Regions from separate parts of the Sus scrofa genome. Here all the other regions are linked to region 2. A link is a contact called in public Hi-C data. All regions are on one chromosome and are shown on one strand. Each heading gives the region's core, a stretch centred on a gene start, on an enhancer-like site or on the middle of the called end of the contact. The rest is flanking DNA. Distances are from core to core; before and after follow the strand shown. Region 1 holds the start of SYMPK (symplekin). Region 2 holds the start of CCDC61 (coiled-coil domain-containing protein 61). Region 3 holds the start of IRF2BP1 (interferon regulatory factor 2-binding protein 1).

Evidence for each region. A called contact is a pair of places that touch in the nucleus more often than the background predicts.
Region 1: a Hi-C map of liver shows a contact between it and region 2, with 4 times the contacts expected there. The contact joins the promoter of SYMPK here to the promoter of CCDC61 in region 2. A contact is called at or near these places in 1 of 5 promoter capture datasets (liver) and 1 of 47 Hi-C or Micro-C datasets (liver).
Region 3: a Hi-C map of skeletal muscle shows a contact between it and region 2, with 11 times the contacts expected there. The contact joins the promoter of IRF2BP1 here to the promoter of CCDC61 in region 2. A contact is called at or near these places in 3 of 47 Hi-C or Micro-C datasets (heart right ventricle, liver and skeletal muscle).

Annotation. Positions count from the first base shown.
Region 1 is chr6:52,178,877-52,181,760 of Sscrofa11.1, reverse strand. SYMPK (symplekin) reads left to right here and starts at 1,379. Exons shown (of 27, transcript XM_005664608.3): 1 at 1,379-1,561. It overlaps FOXA3 (hepatocyte nuclear factor 3-gamma), which reads right to left and starts at 666. Exons shown (of 2, transcript XM_003127229.4): 1 at 443-666. The coding sequence starts at 511.
Region 2 is chr6:52,293,107-52,296,031 of Sscrofa11.1, reverse strand. CCDC61 (coiled-coil domain-containing protein 61) reads right to left here and starts at 1,514. Exons shown (of 15, transcript XM_021094596.1): 1 at 1,451-1,514.
Region 3 is chr6:52,198,959-52,201,658 of Sscrofa11.1, reverse strand. IRF2BP1 (interferon regulatory factor 2-binding protein 1) reads left to right here and starts at 1,449. Exons shown (of 1, transcript XM_003127228.4): 1 at 1,449-2,700.

The DNA of each region.
Region 1 (2,884 bases), core at 130-2,629, 110 kb after region 2:
CTCTCAGTTCAGACTTCCCTTAATGGTGACCTCCCTCCACCTCCCATCTCTTAGTCCCTACCTTTTCCCCCAATTCTGGACCCCATTTCCTAATCCCCCAGCTCTGAGTCTTATCTTTGGTTTGTTCACTTTAATTCCTCGGACTTTAGGTCCCTGACACCCAGCTCTCACGTTTAAACTATGACTTGACCCTTGCCTAAATCTTCTTGACTCTCTTTTAAGCCCTCACTCCTACTAGACTGCCTAAGCCGCGCTCTCATGCATTGTCCCCCTTTCTTGACTCCTGCACACCTGGTCTTCGTGTCTCCAGTTCCTCTGCTCCCCAGTTCCAGTCGGGGCCCCCATCTGAGTCCATACCCCAGTCCTTGCCCCCCATTTAGATCCGCACCCTGATTCCTCCCCCCGCCCCCCACTTCCCGCTCCGCCATCCCCGAGGACACACCTCGCCCGCCTCCGGATAGTAGCTCCACTCGGCCAGGTCATGGGCCTCCATCTTCACCGAGCCCAGCATCCCCCGGGCCTGCGCCCCCACCCGCCCCTGCTCCGGCCCCGGGGGGATCGCAGCGGCGCTTCGGATCCCTCAGCCGGCACGGCCCGAGTCCTGACCGGCGCCGGTCCGTCCGACCGCCCAGGGTCCCAGCCGTCCCGGGCGCCGCGGGAGGCGGCCGCGCTTTATAGTCGAGACAACCGCTCCCCCCACCCGCCCTTGCCCGCCCTGGGCTCCCCTCCCGCCTCCCCGAGGGCGGTGTGCCCGTACTGGGGCGCCCCCTGCGGGATTGCGAGGAGACAGACCTCAGGCGCCGGGAGCCGCAGCCCGGGGACGTGAGAGCTGGAGATGGCTGAAGAGCGAGGGAGCTACAGATGGGAGATACTTCTGACAGTAATAACAGCCTCGAGGGCAGAACTCTAGGGCCCCACCCTTCTACCCATCTCGACCGGAGCCAGCGAACAGCCAGAGACCAGCATGTCTGCTGCGAAAGAAAGGGCGCTTAGAGGCGAAGCGGTCTCCAGAGATCCCCATGTGTTCCTCTAAGGACAGTAAGTGATCCTCGAAATCACATTTCTCATTCGACGGACTGGAAGACTGAAGCTACTGATCGCCGGAAATGTTGCAGACCGTGTAAATGGCCAAGACCAAAGGTGGAGGGGATCGGGGCCTCTGCTCATATCTCACTAGGGCAACAGACCACTTCCAACACCTAGGAGCTTCGCTTCCGGGACTCTCCGCTCTCTCTAACAGCAGCCGTCCAGGGACCCAGAACCACTGAGAACTCCATTTCCCAGAAGCCTCTATCTCCCTTTCCGTCCAGCCCCCGTCAAAGGACTATATTTCCCAGAAGGCTTGGCGCCCCAAAGCCGGAAATGAAGGGCGTAGTAGGAAGGCCGCTGGCGCGGCAGAAAGTAGGGGCGGAGTCCGGCCGCAGAGTGGACTCCAATTCCCAGCGACTCTGCGTGCGGGACGCGTGCGCAGTGTCACGGCGGCGAGCGGAAGATGGCGGCGGCGGCGTCTGGGAAGAGGCGCTGCTGAGGGGGCGCGAGGGGGACGGAGGCCCGAGCCGTGGTGAGCGGGGGGTGGCGTGGGGGCCCGGGGACGAAGGGAGAAAGAACGCTGAAAGGGCAGAAGCGCTGTCGGGGGCAATGGGGACGCTGAGAGGAGAGGGAAGCAGTGACTCTCGGGACCGCAGTGTCTTCCCCGGCTCAGGACCCTCCCGTGGCTGCTTAGTGCCCTCAGGGCAAAGTTCCAACGTGGCCCCCAAGGCGCGTACGCCCCGCGGGCCGCGGCTCTGCCTCTTTGCTGGTTCCTCACTTTGCACACCTGCTCTGGCCTCTCGGTTCCGCACACTCGCCGTACGCCTTCCCGCCTCAGGCTTTTTGCACATGCAGTCCCCTCTGTCTCAACATCCCTTTTACTCATTCCGCCAGGCTAACTCCCATTCATCTTTTGGGTCTCCGTACCAACGTCACTTCCTCTACCAAGCCCTCCTTTCCCGCCCTCCGTTCCGCAGTCCGCCTGTTTTATGCTCTCATGGGTCCCTGTTCCTTTCCTTTCAGTCATTTGGGGTCTCGTTTGTTATTGGGCCTTTATTTGTGTGGCTCGTTAGTTCTGTCTGTGACCACGAATTCCACGGGGGCAGGGACTGGGTGTGTGTTGGTCACCGCCGTGTTCCCAGCACAGCACGGTTACGCTAAAAATGCTCAGTTAATGTTCGTTGAATGAATGAAAGATAGTCATGGGACCACTCTGTGTATGAGAGGAGTGGTCATACGCCCGGGTGGGAGTAGGGCAGTGGGACTTCCTACTGGACTCCCTAAGGAATACGCGGGGGAGTTCCTGTTGTGGCTCAGCGGGTTACAAACCCACCTAGTATCCGTGAGGATGCGGGTTCGATCCCTGGGCTCGCCCTGTGGGTTGAGGCAAGCATTGCTGGAAGCTGCAGCATAGATCAGACACAGCTTGGATCCAGCGTTGCTGTGGCTATGGTGTAGGCTGGCAGCTGCAGCTCTGATTTTACCCCTAGCCTGGGAACTTACATTTGCTGCAGGTGCGGCCCTAAAAAGCAAAAAAAAAAAAAAAAAAAAAAAAAAAAAAAGTGCTCCAGAGATCCGGAAGAGGAAGAAATGTTTGTTGGTAGTAGCAAAAGACTACAACCACCGCAGATGTCTTTAGTAGGGAGACTGGCGGGGTTGGGGGGCAGTGAGCAGTCACATAATAAAATATTATGCAACTGTTAAAAATAAATGAGGGGGAGTTATCTTTGTGGCTCAGCGGTTAATGATCGCGACCAGGGTACACGAGGATGCTGGTTTGACCCTAGCCTCGTTCAGTGGATTAAGGATCCAGCGTTGCTGTGAGCTGTGGTGTAGATCGCAGAAATGGCTTGGA
Region 2 (2,925 bases), core at 265-2,764:
CAACATGATCTGACTTTTGTACTAACTTGACTGTGGGGTCAAGGGCAGAGGCAGGGAAACCAGTGAGGAGGCCACTGCAACAGACCACGCAAGAACAGGTGACAGCTTAGGGGGTAGATTCTGGATGTTTCAAATGTAGGCCCGTGAGATTTGCTAATTGACAGTATGTGGATGAGAGAACAGGGAGGAGGGAAGGATAATGCCAAGGTTTTTGTCCTGAGTACTTGGAAGGATGGATGGAACTGCCATCAACTGGGTTAGGAGGTTGAAGGGGGAAAACTCCAAGTTTGGTATGGAACAAGTTTTTATTTTTATTTTTTTATTTATTTATTGGTCTTTTCTAGGGCTGCACCCGCAGCATATGGAGGTTCCCAGGCTAGGGGTCTAATCAGAGCTGTAGCAGCCGGCTTACACCACAGTTACAGCAATGTGGGATCCGAGCCACGTCTGCGACCTACACCACAGCTCACAGCAACGCCAGATCCTTAACCCACTGAGCAAGGCCAGGGATCGAAACCACAACCTCATGGGTCCTAGTCGGATTCGTTAACCACTGAGGTATGACGGGAACTTCCTCCTGGGACAAGTTTTTAAAGTCTGTATGTCAGCTGGACTTCCAAGAAGAAAAGAGCCAGCCATTGGACATACGAGTCTAGAGTTCAGGGTTGAGATCCCAAATGAAGATACACACCTGGAAATATTACATAGAGCATATGAAATCAAGAGATTGGGTGAGGCGCCAGAAGGTAAATGGTACAGAGAAGAGATGAGGTCATTCTATCCATGATAAGGCTGGGGCACAAAGGGTTAAACAGCTCGTTCAGTGGCAGGGCCGGTGGCAAAGCCAGTATTCAAACTCAGGCAACCAGACCCCAGAGCCCGCACTCTTAACCACTGGTAGGGTTGCTAGGAAGCTCAGGAGTTAATTCACATAAAACACTTGGTAGGTGCCCGGCGCACAGTAAATCCTCAGTAAACGCTACGTGTATCATTAAGCCTTCTCACCTCGTTAACGCACATCCTCATCCCCGGAGTCCTCACTCATTCCCTCCCTCAATGCTGTTCTTCACCTACCCTCCACTCAAATCAAAGCTTGCAACTGATGGCAGGGACCTCCGCCTCTTCACACAATACTATAATAACCCTTTGCCTTAAAATTTCCCATTAATCGCAAGGCTATTTACAAGGGCCTCTATATTTTATTATCTGCTGTCTCCTACCTTAGCCTTTAAAGAGCCTCCTGCAAAACAGAAAAAATCCCCACCCCCCTCACGTACAGCCCTCTGCCTTACCCCTCACGAAAGCGCCTACCTGTGCTAAAGGGCAACCCCTCCCGATTTCCACACTGTCAGGTTAGCCTCCTGCCCAGCCAACCTCTCTACCTAGAGCACCCCCTCCCCCTAAGATCGCCACCCGGTCCCGCGCACCCTCCGGTCTCGCCGCCCCTCACCTTCCCCACGGACTCTTCTCCTCGCGAGCAGCTCAACTGACGAAGCTCCAGCCCCGCCCCCAGGATCCGGCCTTCCGGCTTTTGATTGGTTCTGGCTTACCCTCCGCCAAGTTCCCATTAGTCAAAACAGATGCCCGTCACTCTAGCCTGCCCCAGAGAAGAACCCGCCCTTCAAAGCTTGCAATTGGCCAACTCAGAAGAGACGTTCCGAAATGGGCTGGGTCAACAGTCTCCTCTCCAACTACTATTGGCCAATAGCTACCGCCAATTATACAAAGAAGGTTGTTCTTCGACCAGGGGAGGAAATCCCAGAATTAGCTCCTTGACTCCGCCCACAACCCTCTGCTGCCAGTAGGCCCGCGCGAGGGGCAGGCGGGAAGAGGGTGGGACGCACATGCGCAGAGGAAGGTCTTGGCCGCCCGTTCAGAAGCTGAGGAAATATTCGCAGGGTAAAAGACTGGTTGAGTTTTGTCATCTGTCAGTGAGTTCCAAGATAGCACTTAGCCGTTTGCAGGCCTTGGCTTATTTAAAGTTAGCAACAACCGTGCAATATAGGTGCTATTATGATCCCCATTTTGCCATTAAGGAAACAGGCTCAGAGAGGTACAGGCCCTGGCCCAGGATCACACAGCTTAAGAACTTTCTATTTTGAATTTATGAGCCATCAATAGGGCGGTTACAGCTTATGGAATTTGGTTGGGGAGTAAAAGAGGGGAACATTCTATAAGAAGAGGAATACAGGAGTTCCCGTCATGGGTCAACAGAAACGAATTTGACTAGAGTTCATGAGGATGCGGGTTCAATCCTTGGCCTTGCTCAGTGGGTTAAGGATCCGGCCTTGCGGATCCTAAATTACATAATAAAAAAGCTGACAACAAATGCTACAAACATTACGAAATCCCGAAAGATGATGTAATGTTTTTATTAATTTGCTGCCTGACACACCTCTGTGGTATGTTCCCTATGTTTTTGGCTGCATATACTTTATTTCATAATATCCTTATTTACAGAGAGAAAAGTAAATTATCCTTCCTCTAGCATACTTGATGGGACTTCTTATTTTTTTTGTTGTTGTTGGTTTTTTTGGATTTGTTTGTTTGTTTGTCTTTTTAGGGCCACACCCACGGCATATGGAGGTTCCCAGGCTAGGGGCTGAGTTGGAGTTGCAGCTGCCGGCCTACACCACAGCCAGCAGCAACACGAGATCCAAGCCTTGTCTGTGACCTACACCACAGCTCACAGGAACGTGGGGTCCTCAATACACTGAGCGAGGCCAGGGATCCAACCTGCATCCTCGTGGCTACTAGTTGGGTTCATTACTGCTGAGCCACAATGGGAACTCCCTTGATGGGACTTTTTTTAGTCGTTTTCTTTTTTCTTTTTTTGGCGGGGGTGGGAGAAGGAGAAAAGATTAGTCTTATTGCTTGGCCAGGCAAAGGGGGCCACATAGAGCTCATGCCTACACAAGCTGTGTG
Region 3 (2,700 bases), core at 200-2,699, 94 kb after region 2:
TAAGCATTTATATGCATGTTTGCATTTTAACCTGAAGGTACTCGATGAAAAGCAGATTCTACGGGGTCTTCATTTTTTTCCTGAGAAGTTTAGAGACTTGCCCTAAATTTGTCCGGTGACAATCCAGTTCATCTCAAGGCAGCATCTGGCCAAAACTCCTTACTCCCACTACTGTTAACTAAAGCTGGTTAAGGATCCAGGGTTATCACTGCAGTAGCTTGGGTCACTGCTATGGCACCAGTTCCATCCCTAGCCTCCATATGCCACAGGAAGCAGCCCTAGAGAAAGCAAAAAGACCAAAAAAAAAAAAAAAAAAAAAAAAAAAAAAAAAAGGCCCAAAGACAATTTTAGGAGATACATGGATGGCCTTTTTAATGGCTCTATATGTACACAGGTTTTTTTTGTTGTTCGTTTATTTATTTTTTGCTTTTTTTTTTTTTTTTAAAGGCCGCACCTGCAACATGTGGAAGTTCCCAGGCTAGGGGTCAAATCAGAGGTGCAGCTACTGCCCTATGCCGCAACAACGCCAGATTGGAGCCCCATCTGCAACCTATGCTGCAACTTGTGGCAATGCCGGATCTTTAACCCTCTGAGCCTGGCTAGGGATCGAACTGGCATCCTTATGAATACTAGTCGGGTTTGTTACTGTTGAGCCACGACAGGAACTCCATATATACGTAATTTTAACTTATTTTATAAAAATGTGTACAGCACACACAAAAAAGTATAGTACATAAAACCCATGATTATGGGAGTTCCCGTCGTGGCGCAGTGGTTGACGAATCCGACTAGGAACCATAAGGTTGCGGGTTCGATCCCTGCCCTTGCTCAGTGGGTTAATGATCCGGCGTTGCCGTGAGCTGTGGTGTAGGTTGCAGACGCAGCTCCGATCCCGCGTTGCTGTGGCTCTGGCGTAGGCTGGTGGCTATGGCTCCGATTCGACCCCTAGCCTGGGAACCTCCATATGCCACGGGAGTGGCCCAAGAAATAGCAAAAAGACCAAAAAAAAAAAAAAAAAAAAATCCAACCCATGATTATGCACATACTGCTTAGGATGGAGCAGAAATAAACTTCTTTTTCTCGGGAATCAACTTCAAGAAAAATGTCAAAATAATACAAGTCGTGAACAAAATTGTGAAGCTGAGACTGCAAATCAGACCTGCTATGGTTGCAGTGGAATAAGGGAGAGTTGGCAGGTATTCCCTGATTAGTTTGAAAACCACTAATGAGTGCAACTCACAAATAATTCAAAATATTTTTGAGCGCTTAACAGGAACCTAGGCCTAAAGAGGGGAAGAGGCTGACGTGGGTTAGAGTCTGGAGACCCTTCTCCACCCTCCACATACCCACGCTTCCAAGCCTGCCCTGCGGGGTGCGGTCGCCAGGAAGAAAACACGGGGGTCCCCATAGCCTGCATAGGCCTAGATGGTAGTAAGCAATCAGGGTTGGAGAAGGGTGGTCTAGCTCTTGTTCTCCCCAGAAACTAAGCACCCCCCACCCCCAACTTTGCCATCCCTGCCCTCCTTCCCTTCCTCAACATTAATGAGCCATACAGGGTGAGGGTCCTTTCAATTTGGTGCTGGGAAAACATGGAAACACCTTCCATAAATTGCGCGCGCGCTGGGGGGGGGGGGGGGGACTGTAAGGACAGACAGCGGGAATCGGGAAGGCCTCCCCCAACCTTCCAGACTGCGGAAGTGCGTCAGCTTGTTGGCCCCGCAGGGCATTTTGGGAATTGTAGTGAAGTTGGGAGGGGGGCGGTGACACTGACGGTGTAACCCTTTGGAGACCAGAGCGCTTTGGCAGGGCTGGAACAGAATTGGGGGCGCCCCACCACTCCCTTCAGCAGATAAGGCAGCTGAGGCTGGCAACTTCAGTTCTCTCCTTTCTCCGGATGTTGCTGGCTCCAATCAGAGGCTGCCATTCAAGATTTGGGGCAAGAAGAAGTGCCAAGTGAACAGCCCTGCCCAACGCTTAAGTTGCCTGCTTCCCGTCCCCCTGTCCTGAAACCTTCCAATCAAGACCCCTCCGCCCCGCCCCAGGAGCGACTGCCTCCGTAGCCAGTCATTGGCCCACCTTTGAAGGGCGGGAATTGAGCTTCAGAGAAGGCAAGATTTTTGCCTAAAGCCGCACAGCAAGTCGGAACAGAAGCTGGATGCCCGGAAGCCTGTCCACCTCCTACAATTTTTGAGTCCGTCGTGGCGCTCGCCATTTGTATCACATCCCTGTTTCCAACCCTTGTGCTCGAAATGCTCGGAGCAAGCCAAACTCCCTGCCCCGCGGCGACGAGTGGTAAAGGTCGCGCAGCGGCGAGCCCGCGCCGTCCTCTGCTGCCTGCCGTCCCCTTTAAGAGCCGGCCCCGGCGGGACTACGTTTCCCAGAAGGCTTTGCCGGCGCGTTATGTAACTTTCCCTGCGAAACGGCCTCTGGGGCAGAAGGAGGTGGAGGCGGCGGTGGCAGCCGTTGGAGCGGAGGTGGCGGGAGCGGCGGGAGCCCGAGGCGGCGGCGCTCGCGGCCCATCGCGGGGCCCGAGCTGTGCGCCTCGGCCCGGAGCCCGGAGCAGGCTGGGGCGCCGACGTACCTTTGCCTGCCTTTTCGAGGAGGCGGGAGTGAGGAAAAAGGCTTAGGGCCCGGGGGGCGGGGAAGGGGGGCCGGGCCTGGATCCGCGGGGAGGCCGAGCCAGAGGCCCGACTGTGGCTC